Regions from separate parts of the Zea mays genome. Here all the other regions are linked to region 3. The links are chromatin contacts, called in public Hi-C maps. All regions are on one chromosome and are shown on one strand. Each heading gives the region's core, a stretch centred on a gene start, on an enhancer-like site or on the middle of the called end of the contact. The rest is flanking DNA. Distances are from core to core; before and after follow the strand shown.

Region 1 (3,436 bases), core at 690-3,189, 170 kb after region 3:
CATTGTTTCATTTTTAGTTTCATGACACTCTTGATGATGTGACATTGTTGGAAAGAGTGCTATAAAATCCCTATTGTGAATAGCCTTACGGGGCGTTTGGATCCCTTCATTTTAGAGGAATTGAAATTCACTCAATAAAGTAACTTATTTAGTTTGGAATTTGATATTGCACCACTTTCCAAAGTTCAGATATAAGACTATCTCAAATTCATGGGGTGGAGGATGTGAAATGATTTTATGCATTAGTATAATTTGTTTCTATTCTGTCACTTACATGACACTCTTCGTCTCACTCCTCTATAATAAAAATGTAGCACATAAATATCTCCTACATCTTGCTAATAATAGTATATAAATATATTTTGCATAAAACCGGATTAGCTTAATTGATATATGCCTAAATTATTATTATTAGAATGAAATTCAATTCCAATGATCCAAACAGGGCGTTAGTGTAATTGAATTTGTCGAAAGCTCCCACGCCAAAGGATCTGTGCCAACTTGCGCCACCATATCAGAACCATATTATGTTGAATATGACAAGGACACTACTGGCTCGTTACCCGGTCACTTCGCGCATGTCAGTCAAAGACAATGAAATTGCTTTATATATCTATATCCCTATATAATCTATCAGTTTTAACTTTGTAAAACCCACCTAACTAAATTATCCATGCACTTATTACTTTCCCTAAATCCACTTAATGAATTACATCTCCACATAACACACCCTCAAAACCAACGATTTAAATCACTAGATAACCCTCTTCTCCTTTACTCACTCAAATCCAATAGACAGTGTTATGTGGATCATCTTTCCTCCCTCGTTCATTTAGATTGTCTTTCCTACCTTATTTCTCACACGCACAGTAACCCCTACCTCCCTCCCCCCCCCACACGCTGCTGCCCCCTCCTCACTCGCTTTCCCGCCGTCGATTCCTCGCTCTCCTCAAAACCGTAACGTTCACACAAATATTAGACTAGGGATGACAATTTGACCCACGATTTCGGATATCTGTTGAATATCCAATCCAAAGGAGCCGGGTAAGGATATATTTTTTGACCTGTGGGTCAAATTCATATCCGATCTGAAGTTGGACGAACATGGATTAGGATATTATCTCCGACCCGTGGGTTATCCGTTGTATATCCGAAATCGATCCATAGTTTATTTTTTGGTCTAGCCCATATTACACAACAAAGAGCAAACCTTACCTCCATGAACCTCACGTCTAACGCTTTCAATTCCCCATTGTTGGCCGCCCCTTCTAGCCTTGTTGGCTTCATGTGTTGTGCCCAGTGCCCCTTCCAAGCCCCATAGGCCGCATCATAGCTGGCGGCTGATTGGCGACTACCCCTTTTAAGTTCCAGTGTCTGGTCATAGGCCACAAACCCATAATAGTTCTTTTATTAAGTTTTGAATTGTGTACGATGGTGAATTGAGAATAAATTTGATTAGTTATGCTATTGAATTGTTGAAAATGATTATGGCTGTTATATCCGACAGATATACAAAAACCGTCCAAAATCCGAAGGGCACAAGTATAGATATAAATTTCTGCCCGTGGGTATGGTTGCCGATAGATATTGGTTGCAAACATAGATATAATTGTGGACGGATATTTATAATATCTGTTCCGAATTCGATCGATCGCTATCCCTACGTTAAACTAGTAGTGGTAGGAGAAGAGAAGATAAATGTCAGTTTGGACGGCAGCCTACAGCGCATCACACCACGCCTAATGTGCGGCTATCAAATCGGACGGCTACCAAATCGGGCACCACACTTGCGACGTCTAAAGTGTGACGTGGTATGGCGCTTGGTGCATTGTTCCAAACAGGCCAAAAAATTGATTGGTAACCCAGCCACGTCATACCAGCGAAACGAAACCCGCCTTCGTAGTGACTTTTGGTTCCACGTTCGTCGTTCTCGAAGGAAAAGGAGAGACTTTTTGAGCCTGCGTGCACTTTTCCCCTCGAATCAGGAGTCGAGACTCGAGAGCGAGACTGGGAGCTTCGAAAGCCACACGCCCCACGGGCCACGGGCGCAGCTCCTTTCCCCTGTACCCCCCAACGGCCCAACCCCGCTGGGTCGCTACTCCTCTGCTCCTCCGGTGACCGCGTCATGCCGCTCCCGACGATGACCCACTCCTCTGCCTATCTCCTCCCGGCCCCAACCGCCCCGTCCGACCCCAGCGGCGCTGCCCCGACCACCTACGCGCTCGTCGTCCTCAACCAGCGCCTCCCCCGCTTCGCGCCGCTCCTCTGGTCCCGCGGTGATGCCCCTCTCCCCCTCTCGCCATTGTTGACCGCCTTCCGCTTTGCCTGGCCGGTCCCCGCCGTCTGACCCGTCTGCTCTTGTTTTTTTCCTCGAGGCCAGCGCGCCTGCGCGTGTGCGCCGACGGAGGCGCCAACCGCGTCTTCGACGGCATGCCGGAACTCCTCGCGGGCGAGGACCCCGCCGAGGTCCGCACCAGGTGATTGCGAATCCCGACTTCGCCTATTCATTGCGTTTGCTCGTACGTCTCTACGTCTGGTCCAATGAACTGCTCGTCATGTGCTCGATGGAATGCACCGGTGACACTGCCGTAGTTACCTGCTTGTGCACGGATGCGCCGGCGAGAGCGACGTAGCTGCTCGCATGGCGCCAAGGCGTGCCTTGCCGAATCTGGCTTCCAGATGTGTTGATTCCCAAATATGTTTATTACGTGCAGCATCTGCCTTGCCACTTTGTAAACACATGGTTTAGCTGGTATTGATAAAATTGAAGACGCCCTCCCCATTGTGCTGTAGTTGGCTAGTTGCTAAATGTTGCCATAGAATGCCCCCTCGTCCTTTCTTTGATAAGGAGTACGAGACAACCATCTTGGTCTTTCACTTCAATGATGTTTTTTGGAAGGAAAGCACGGTGAAATTATCTAGTGGTGTTAAAATTATGTTTGTTTTCTGACTCTACATATGTGTCTCGCTCTTTTGCCCTTGGTAGTTTGCCACAAATTTGAGAAACCTCTATGCATTTCTTCTCAGATTCGAAAAAATGTTAATCCAGTTAGTGTTAATCAGCTGAAGACATTGTGTATGTGGGGAATATTTTGTGCAACCAGAGGAGGATGGTTGGCTGATTTACCATGGCCGTACTAGTTGGCATGAGATATTGAGATGTATACAGTTTGGAAGGATTCAGGGCAGTTTTAATTTAATGTATCTTATCTTCCTGCAGGTACAAGCCAGATGTAATTAAAGGGGACATGGACTCAATAAGGCCAGAAGTGAAGGAGTATTATTCCAAATTGGTAACTACTGTATATTTTGGCATTTAGCATCCATGGTTGAAAATGACAGGCTAATGCTTGGTGGCTCATACGTGAACCATATAGTCGTCCTGCATTTAACAACTGTCAAGGACAGTTTTGAGTGCACATGTATAATACTATCA
Region 2 (3,647 bases), core at 87-2,586, 250 kb after region 3:
GATTAGGTATCAAGCTAACCCTAGCATACCGTGATATCAATGAATAAAGTGCAAACGTTCCTCCTGCAATATTATAGATTGATAATACATGTTAGCTTCTCTCATAAAACGAATAATGTTTTCCTGTGATGCTTCTTTTTATTTTAATTTAGCAAATTAGGTGTTCGATTCTCACGGACGTAGCCTAATGTTTTTACCTATATTCTTAAAGATACTACAGTATCTATACACACTTACACATCTTTTATTTATTATATTCTGTTGGGACAGTCTAAACCAATGTTGTGAACGACTTTCATTTGTATATATTTCTGACATTCTTTACAACATCTTGTTTCAACCTTCATCCCATGTCTAGTTCTTAAAAACACTTGTTATATAGCCATACTAGAAGAGTCGAAGTTGTGATGAGAAGATGTATGTAACAATACTTACTTACCATCACCGTTATCATTAGCTCGCAGGACAATAAAACAATATTTTATCAACGGAAGGAGAATCACAGTGTAGATAATGAGAGACATGACTCCGAGGAGGTCATCTGTGTTGTTGATCCCGTTTGTGAAGGTGCTGGAGAAAACATAGAGCGGAGAAGTCCCCATGTCTCCGTAGACCACACCTATGCTCTGGAATGCTAGGTGCAGTGTGGTCGCCCAGCCAACCTTCATTACCAAAGTGCATACTCTGAATCAGATTACATTTGCCTCGAAAAGAAAGCAAGAAAGAAAGCAGACAATATGCTTTTAGGCACACAACCCTTAGATGATGAAGCAGCTAGCTGATATGCTTAGTCTCTTCAGTAAGGCAAGGACGAACACGACAGTGCAGCAGTTACTTAAGATTTCAGCAGAACCATAGAAACACTTTACGAGATGAAAAAAAGAACACATACAAGAAGAAAAAAAAACTCAACCACATATGGATACTCCCATTAGACTTTGTTCTAAGAAGGCAACAGGGGTTTCATGGACCCTGGAGTTCAAGGGTCGAGAATCTTTCGTGCAACACGGTACGTTTGTATGAGAATTATATATTTAATTAGTTTTGAACTTTTGTTGAAATAAATTGATGAGGATTCAAAATTTTACTGTGCAGTTACACACGGCTCTAAGGCAAAAGGAGGATCATTATCTGATTGGATAAGAGTAGTCGGAGAACTAACATATACCTTGGCTGCATGCGTCGATCCACCAGCAGGGAACATTCCAGCCTCCATGTGCAGTGAATCATATCTCTGTAGCCTCTTGGGCGGCATTTTCTCCGACGCATCATCAGCATCACCGTGAGCAGCTCCGTTGCTGCTTGTGTGGTGAGGTTCAGCCATGCTAGACTAGAAGGTATGGGGGGTCTCTCACGCTCAGTTGCTCTGGCCGATCGACCTCTTGTTTCTGTTTCACATAGCTTGGATTTTATAGGCAGTTTCTCTCGTGATGCTAGCTAGGGTATGAACGTGTGCTTTTTGTTGAGTGTTGACGGCTCCAACATCAGCCGCTCCTCAACGTCCGCCTGAGATCCCGTCGTCCGCCCTGTGCGCACGCGCGCTACGGCATGCACTCCCGCGAGACGTGCTCCACTCTAGTGCTTAGATGTAATAATTGTATATATGATCAAATGAATCTTGGTGCCGTTTGGTTCAAATGTTTGTAACGTAATGGGTAAGTGATAACGTTAAATCATATTTGTTTTAGTCCAGCCGTAATCAGATACCATACTAAAAATTGATACCGGACTATTCAAATTTGTTACCGCCCGTAATCGAACGTAAACCATTACCCTTTACGTTACATTTCGTGAACCAAACAGCACCCTTGTTAAGTTGGCTCTCATTCCTGTTTCACTTGCTTCCTTTTTTTCAAAGACCAAGTATATATAAACGTATTCTGGGATGTGACTGGATGCTCGTCTAACAAACGGAATTCTATCTCAGTGCATGCATGTTGGCGGAGGCCAGACGCTGTTGCTGTCGTTCGCTTCACTTGCCGAGGTCTTCGTTCAACGCCGCAGCCGTGAAACGCTTGTGATTTTCTTTACACAAGCCGGGAAGGTGGCTACGTGCGTGGTGGGAGGGCGTGGTGACTTTTCTTCATCCGCAGTGGCTGTCACTGGTAAGTGTAGCGCTGTACTCTAGACTTTCCACCATACGAATCTGCGACTTGGCCCTTCAGTTCCAGTTTTCCCCCATACTCCTTGACAATGATGAACCATATTGAGCCATATGCCCATGAATGGATGTCCTGATCCCTTTTTTTTAAAAAAAAAGTCAGTAACGACTACTGTTTTTGAATCATATAGACATATCTGTTAAAAGTTTAAAATAGAAACTATAATGGTCACAGAAGGAGAAGCCCTACACGAGTGTCTACCGACTAGCACGGGTTCTGAACTCTACTTGTTAACTAGGAGAGGCTGATCGAGGCAAGCGTGTATTTCCCGTCGCCAATACGTATGGACTAAGCATGCATACGGCCCCACGGGACATTTGGAACAGTGTGTAACGGCCCCAAAAGTGGCTGCCATCAGTATTGACTTCCAATCTTCGATACGGTGAGCAGCTACTGTTGGGAAAATGTCGGAGCCCGAGTGTTCTTTTGCAACTTGGTAGTTTCAACTCGCTTTCGTGTTGATATGCTCCATGGACTTGACCATTGCTACTCGTGACGAAGGATGCGTTTGGAGAACGGCATAACGCTCTTCAATCTTCTCGACGTGACGTGCCTCTGGAATATACCGCCCGGCCTTTGTAGCCTTAAGGTCACGTGTAACCCCGATCGATTTTTCTAAGTATAAAATACAATTAAATGACTTTATAATACAACCTATAACCTCTAAATTATAAGTATAGTAAAACAATAATATATAGAGAATTATGAAGAGACAACCTCTTGTGAAAAGTTTATCTTTTAATCTTTTTAACTTACCTTATTAAAAATCTCTTAGAAAATCTTAAATTAATAGAGTTGTACATGTACTAACCAAACGTGAAACGTGTCGATTCTTTAGAAGGACCGATCGACAACGTGAGCAACTGAAGGGACAGAGATCTTTGACCATGTGCGCGAGTTGTTTCTAGGTTTGGTTAACCTTGAGGGCTTTGTTCGTTCAAGAGGTCTCCAAGTTTCTATCACCCTCTTGCGAAGTTATAGCAAATTTGAGAGATGTATTTATCTTGCAGGCGCATACAAACTTTTTTTTACAGAGGTATATAAATGTATAGTGGAATTTTAACTAAATTTATAGATTTTTTTTATTTTTTAGGTGCATTTGCACCCTCTATAGACAACGTAGTTTCACCTCTGGTCTCGTATCATATATTATCTTTAAGAATATTATGGTTTTAAGAAATATTATAAATTATGACATTTAGACAAAAAGCTAGTCATGCTTTAAATTTTTTGGGTCGAAGTGGAGTTTCTAATGCTCTAAAATTCATAGTATCTAGAATACTATGGTTTTAAAAACACGTTTCAAGTAAGCACATTATGACATAAAATACATTGTTATTTCTTCACACCATTATGGTATTATCTCGAAAATATAAAATAATTTACCTCCAAACAAGGCCGCAGTATTTCACTTGCTTCCGTAGGTATCTAGATATAGATGTGTTTACAAATTTTGAAGTTCCGTGCATATCTAGAAACGCCGAA
Region 3 (3,480 bases), core at 775-3,274:
TATATTAAACAACAAATCCCAGATAAGAACAACCTCACGTGTAAATACTTATGTTGATGAAAAGAAAAAATAACTAAACATATTCATATAGTTAAACATAGAATAGTTTCACAACATTTTTCATGCACCTAACAGCCATACTATCCCCCATTCACAGCAATAGTCACCATGCACCTGATTTAAATACCGAAACAAATAGTAAACTAATTCATGTAGAGAAAGATATTGCTGAAAACAACGAAAGGCAACCTTACAATTCACATGTAACCATAAACGAGCGTTGTAAAATTACTTGGGTGAGCATACTTAAAGCTGGTGGCAACAAATCAATAAAAATATCTCTGAAAAGATTGCAGGGCATTTCAACCAACACAACTACACCATTTAGTCAGATAAAGTCATATAAATCATATGTACCTCTCGTAATTCCATTGTGGCACTTTGACAAAGATAACCCCAGCAAGCGTTCCTAACACGTTCTCCATGGCTCCCATAATCTTGACTCTCAGCAAACAACTATTAGCAAATGACAAAAAGCTAAGACCATGAATGAACAAGGAGAAGAAAGTGAATATTTTATTGCTCAAGAGTTCTGATCTGACCCAACAATAATCTATATAATAGTGATGAACCTACCTGGTATTGTAAAAAGTTTGATGTCCAGAGCTCGGAAATGATAAAATCTGTACATATTGTACATAAGTCCTACAGTTGACCACATCATATGTGAGAAAAAATAACACAGAACAATGAAGCACAAAGGAAATTATAAAATAAATCATTGAAATGGGATAGACCTGAAGATCCAGAAATGATGCAGCTGCAAGCACTCGGAATGCATTGCTATCAGTAAGCTTGGGGGGTTGCCCATAAAGATATGCGAGCGCAATTGCAATTGCATCTGAATCGACATTGGCATCATCTATGTGCAAAACCACTGTGGGTGCTCCCGACTCTCTCCAAGGACCATGTAGCATATTCCTTCAAGAAATTACCATACAGAAGTTGTTAAGCATTTTACTTGTTTTAATTTACATGAACATTCTATGTGGGGATGTGCCAGTAGGGAAGTAATGTAATAAGGGAAATATGTGTGCACGACGCTAAAGGGAAGGGAGAAAAACTATGATTTCATTTTTCATGAGCCACACTATTGGTTGATGCCTATACTTCCATCCAAAAGTTCTGAACTTGAAATCTCAACAGAAAAAAATAGTGCCTGACTTTTATTAAATCAATTTTAGCTTCAATAGCGATTCTTGGCATAAATGGAAATCTGGAAATCATAAGGCAAACTGAACATTGAAGGATGCAATATGATATATACAGAGTAAATGAAAATCTAACATGTTCGGTTAAGAGTGTAAGATTTCAATCGGCATGCTATTTGCAGGCTGTTACTTTCTGGGGGGAAAAACAGAATCCTAATCACTTGATAAGGTCATATTCTTAGATTGAACGTTAGGAATCAAAGCACATGGAAATTTTACAGGAAAGGGGTGGAGACGTCCCAACCAAGACAAAAATGTCCACACAGAAATTCAATTAAGTACTTTGAGCAGCTGCAGACGACCCAGATCGAAACAGCCAAACAGGCACTTCAATCCGCGAAGGCGGCGAGCGCGCCAAGGCTCTGCTCACCTGAAGTAGGCGCTGCGGGAGAGGATGAGGCGATGGAGGCGGTAGGTGGCGCCCATGGCCTCCACGACGAGGTCGGAGAAGGCCCCGGAGCCGAAGCCCTCCGCCTGAACGTGGTCACAGAGCGCGGCGAGATTGCAGTCCACCGGCCGGAGCTCCGTTGCCGCGACCGTCACGTCGTACGGACGCGGACCTGGCGCGGCGGCGGGCAGGGGACCCGCCGGCGCGGCTCCCTCCTCCGCTGCCGGTGGGTGCGGCTGCCGCGGAGCAGCCATCAGGCCTGGGTGGGGCTAGGGTTTTAGCGGAGGCGCGTGACACCTGACACGCCGTGTGTCGGTGGGATGGGGAGTGATGAGGCGGGGCAGGGTCGGGAGAGGCCAGCGAATCGGGAGGTAGAAGAAAGTAGAAACGAGAAAAGCAGCGATCGCTCGGATTCAGGAAATGTACTGCGATCTACGGTTAGTACGGTTAGCCAATGCCCAGCAAGCGACATCTCCTCCAGACCTGATTTGATTTGACGGAGGAACATTTGGCGGAAGAACATGTTTTAAGGGCTAGTTTGGAAGCTCAATTTTCCCAAGAGATTCTTATTTTCCCAAGGGAAAATAAACTAATTTCCCTTGTGAAAATGAAAATCCCTTGGAATAACGTGGTTCCCAAACTAAACCTAAGGGCTTTTTTTTATCATTGTGTCAAACAGTTTACCAGCTAATTTTAGTACCTTAACATTTAAATAGGTCAGCTAAAAAAGTAGCTAATTGTTAGCCGAAGAACTGATAAATTATTTGTCCATTAGCTATTTGACCTTACTAATAGATATTAATAAATCATATAAATAGTCAAGTCTTCAAATATACCCTGACTAATATTTGCTAGTTAATTATTTATTTTCTGATTAATTATTAGCCACTGCTAAACAATAAGTCAGTACGACCCAAACAAGGCCTAGTTACTACTCCTATCCATAAAAAAAAGTTGTTTGACCATTTTGACGCCAAATTTAACCGGCTTATATTACCAAAATATTTGAAAAAACATTAAAAACAGTTGCTGGTTAAAGTAAATTGTATGATAAACTAAATCGGAATGAAAATAAATAATAGTTATAATTTTTTAATAAGATGAGCCAGTCAAATTTGACAAAAAGTTAAACCGATATTCTTTCTGGAACGGAAGGAGTAGACTGTGTTAATGTTATGATATTGTGAGCAAGAGAGAAGGGGGTCGATAGCAACGACCCAAGTGAGTGGGAGGAGGAAGGTTGGGGCGACGATGTTGTGGGGAGGGTGAAGGATGATCTAAATAATATTGTTCGCTGGATTTGAGTGAGTAAGAGCAACCCCAACAGTTTAGATATAAATCCTAGCTAAATTTAGAGTCTTGCCAAGAGATTTTTATTTTTTCAAAAAAATAGTTTATTTTTCTTTGGGAAATAGAAATCTCTTGGAACAATAGTGTTTTTAAACTAGTCTTGGCGTTTGTAAAGAAGATAGATAGACTCCAATTTTTTATGAAGACGGGTCAAAACTCAACAAATCAACGGATACCGTCCCTTTTTTGGCGCATGAAGTTTCAGGTCTGTAGCAGCCGGCCCGATCATTCCTTGGCGGTGCTGGAATCCTATCGTCTCTGTTCCTTCCGGCTCCCATTCGTTCACATCCCCAGTTGCGTTCGCATTTGTTGGAGGTAACCTTCGTTCCCAGCACACTGTGTTGGACAACGACAGCAGCACGCCTTGAACGACACACCGGCTAGCAATCATACGACCGATGTGTTAGGGACCCGGGCTGGGTGTGTGCGCTGACCCAATGCTCGTCTGCTGGGCCCAAATGGGTGTAATGT

Evidence for each region. A called contact is a pair of places that touch in the nucleus more often than the background predicts.
Region 1: a Hi-C map of tassel shows a contact between it and region 3, with 4 times the contacts expected there. The contact joins the promoter of LOC109944860 here to the promoter of LOC100381718 in region 3. A contact is called at or near these places in 4 of 25 Hi-C or Micro-C datasets (bundle sheath, ear, leaf and 1 more).
Region 2: a contact with region 3 is called in a Hi-C map of ear, with 2.8 times the contacts expected there. The contact joins the promoter of LOC100384472 here to the promoter of LOC100381718 in region 3. A contact is called at or near these places in 5 of 25 Hi-C or Micro-C datasets (bundle sheath, ear, leaf and 1 more).

What each region holds. Positions count from the first base shown.
Region 1 is chr3:157,997,782-158,001,217 of Zm-B73-REFERENCE-NAM-5.0, forward strand. LOC109944860 (thiamine pyrophosphokinase 1) reads left to right here and starts at 1,940. Exons shown (of 6, transcript XM_020550377.3): 1 at 1,940-2,276; 2 at 2,381-2,477; 3 at 3,221-3,293. The coding sequence starts at 2,126.
Region 2 is chr3:158,075,747-158,079,393 of Zm-B73-REFERENCE-NAM-5.0, forward strand. It overlaps LOC100384472, which reads right to left and starts at 1,337. Exons shown (of 9, transcript NM_001322107.1): 1 at 1,169-1,337; 2 at 440-662; 3 at 1-63. The coding sequence starts at 1,324. It overlaps LOC103650810, which reads left to right. Exons shown (of 4, transcript XM_008676379.4): 2 at 1,928-2,105.
Region 3 is chr3:157,827,002-157,830,481 of Zm-B73-REFERENCE-NAM-5.0, forward strand. LOC100381718 reads right to left here and starts at 2,025. Exons shown (of 13, transcript NM_001361528.1): 1 at 1,642-2,025; 2 at 798-981; 3 at 637-705; 4 at 418-516. The coding sequence starts at 1,913.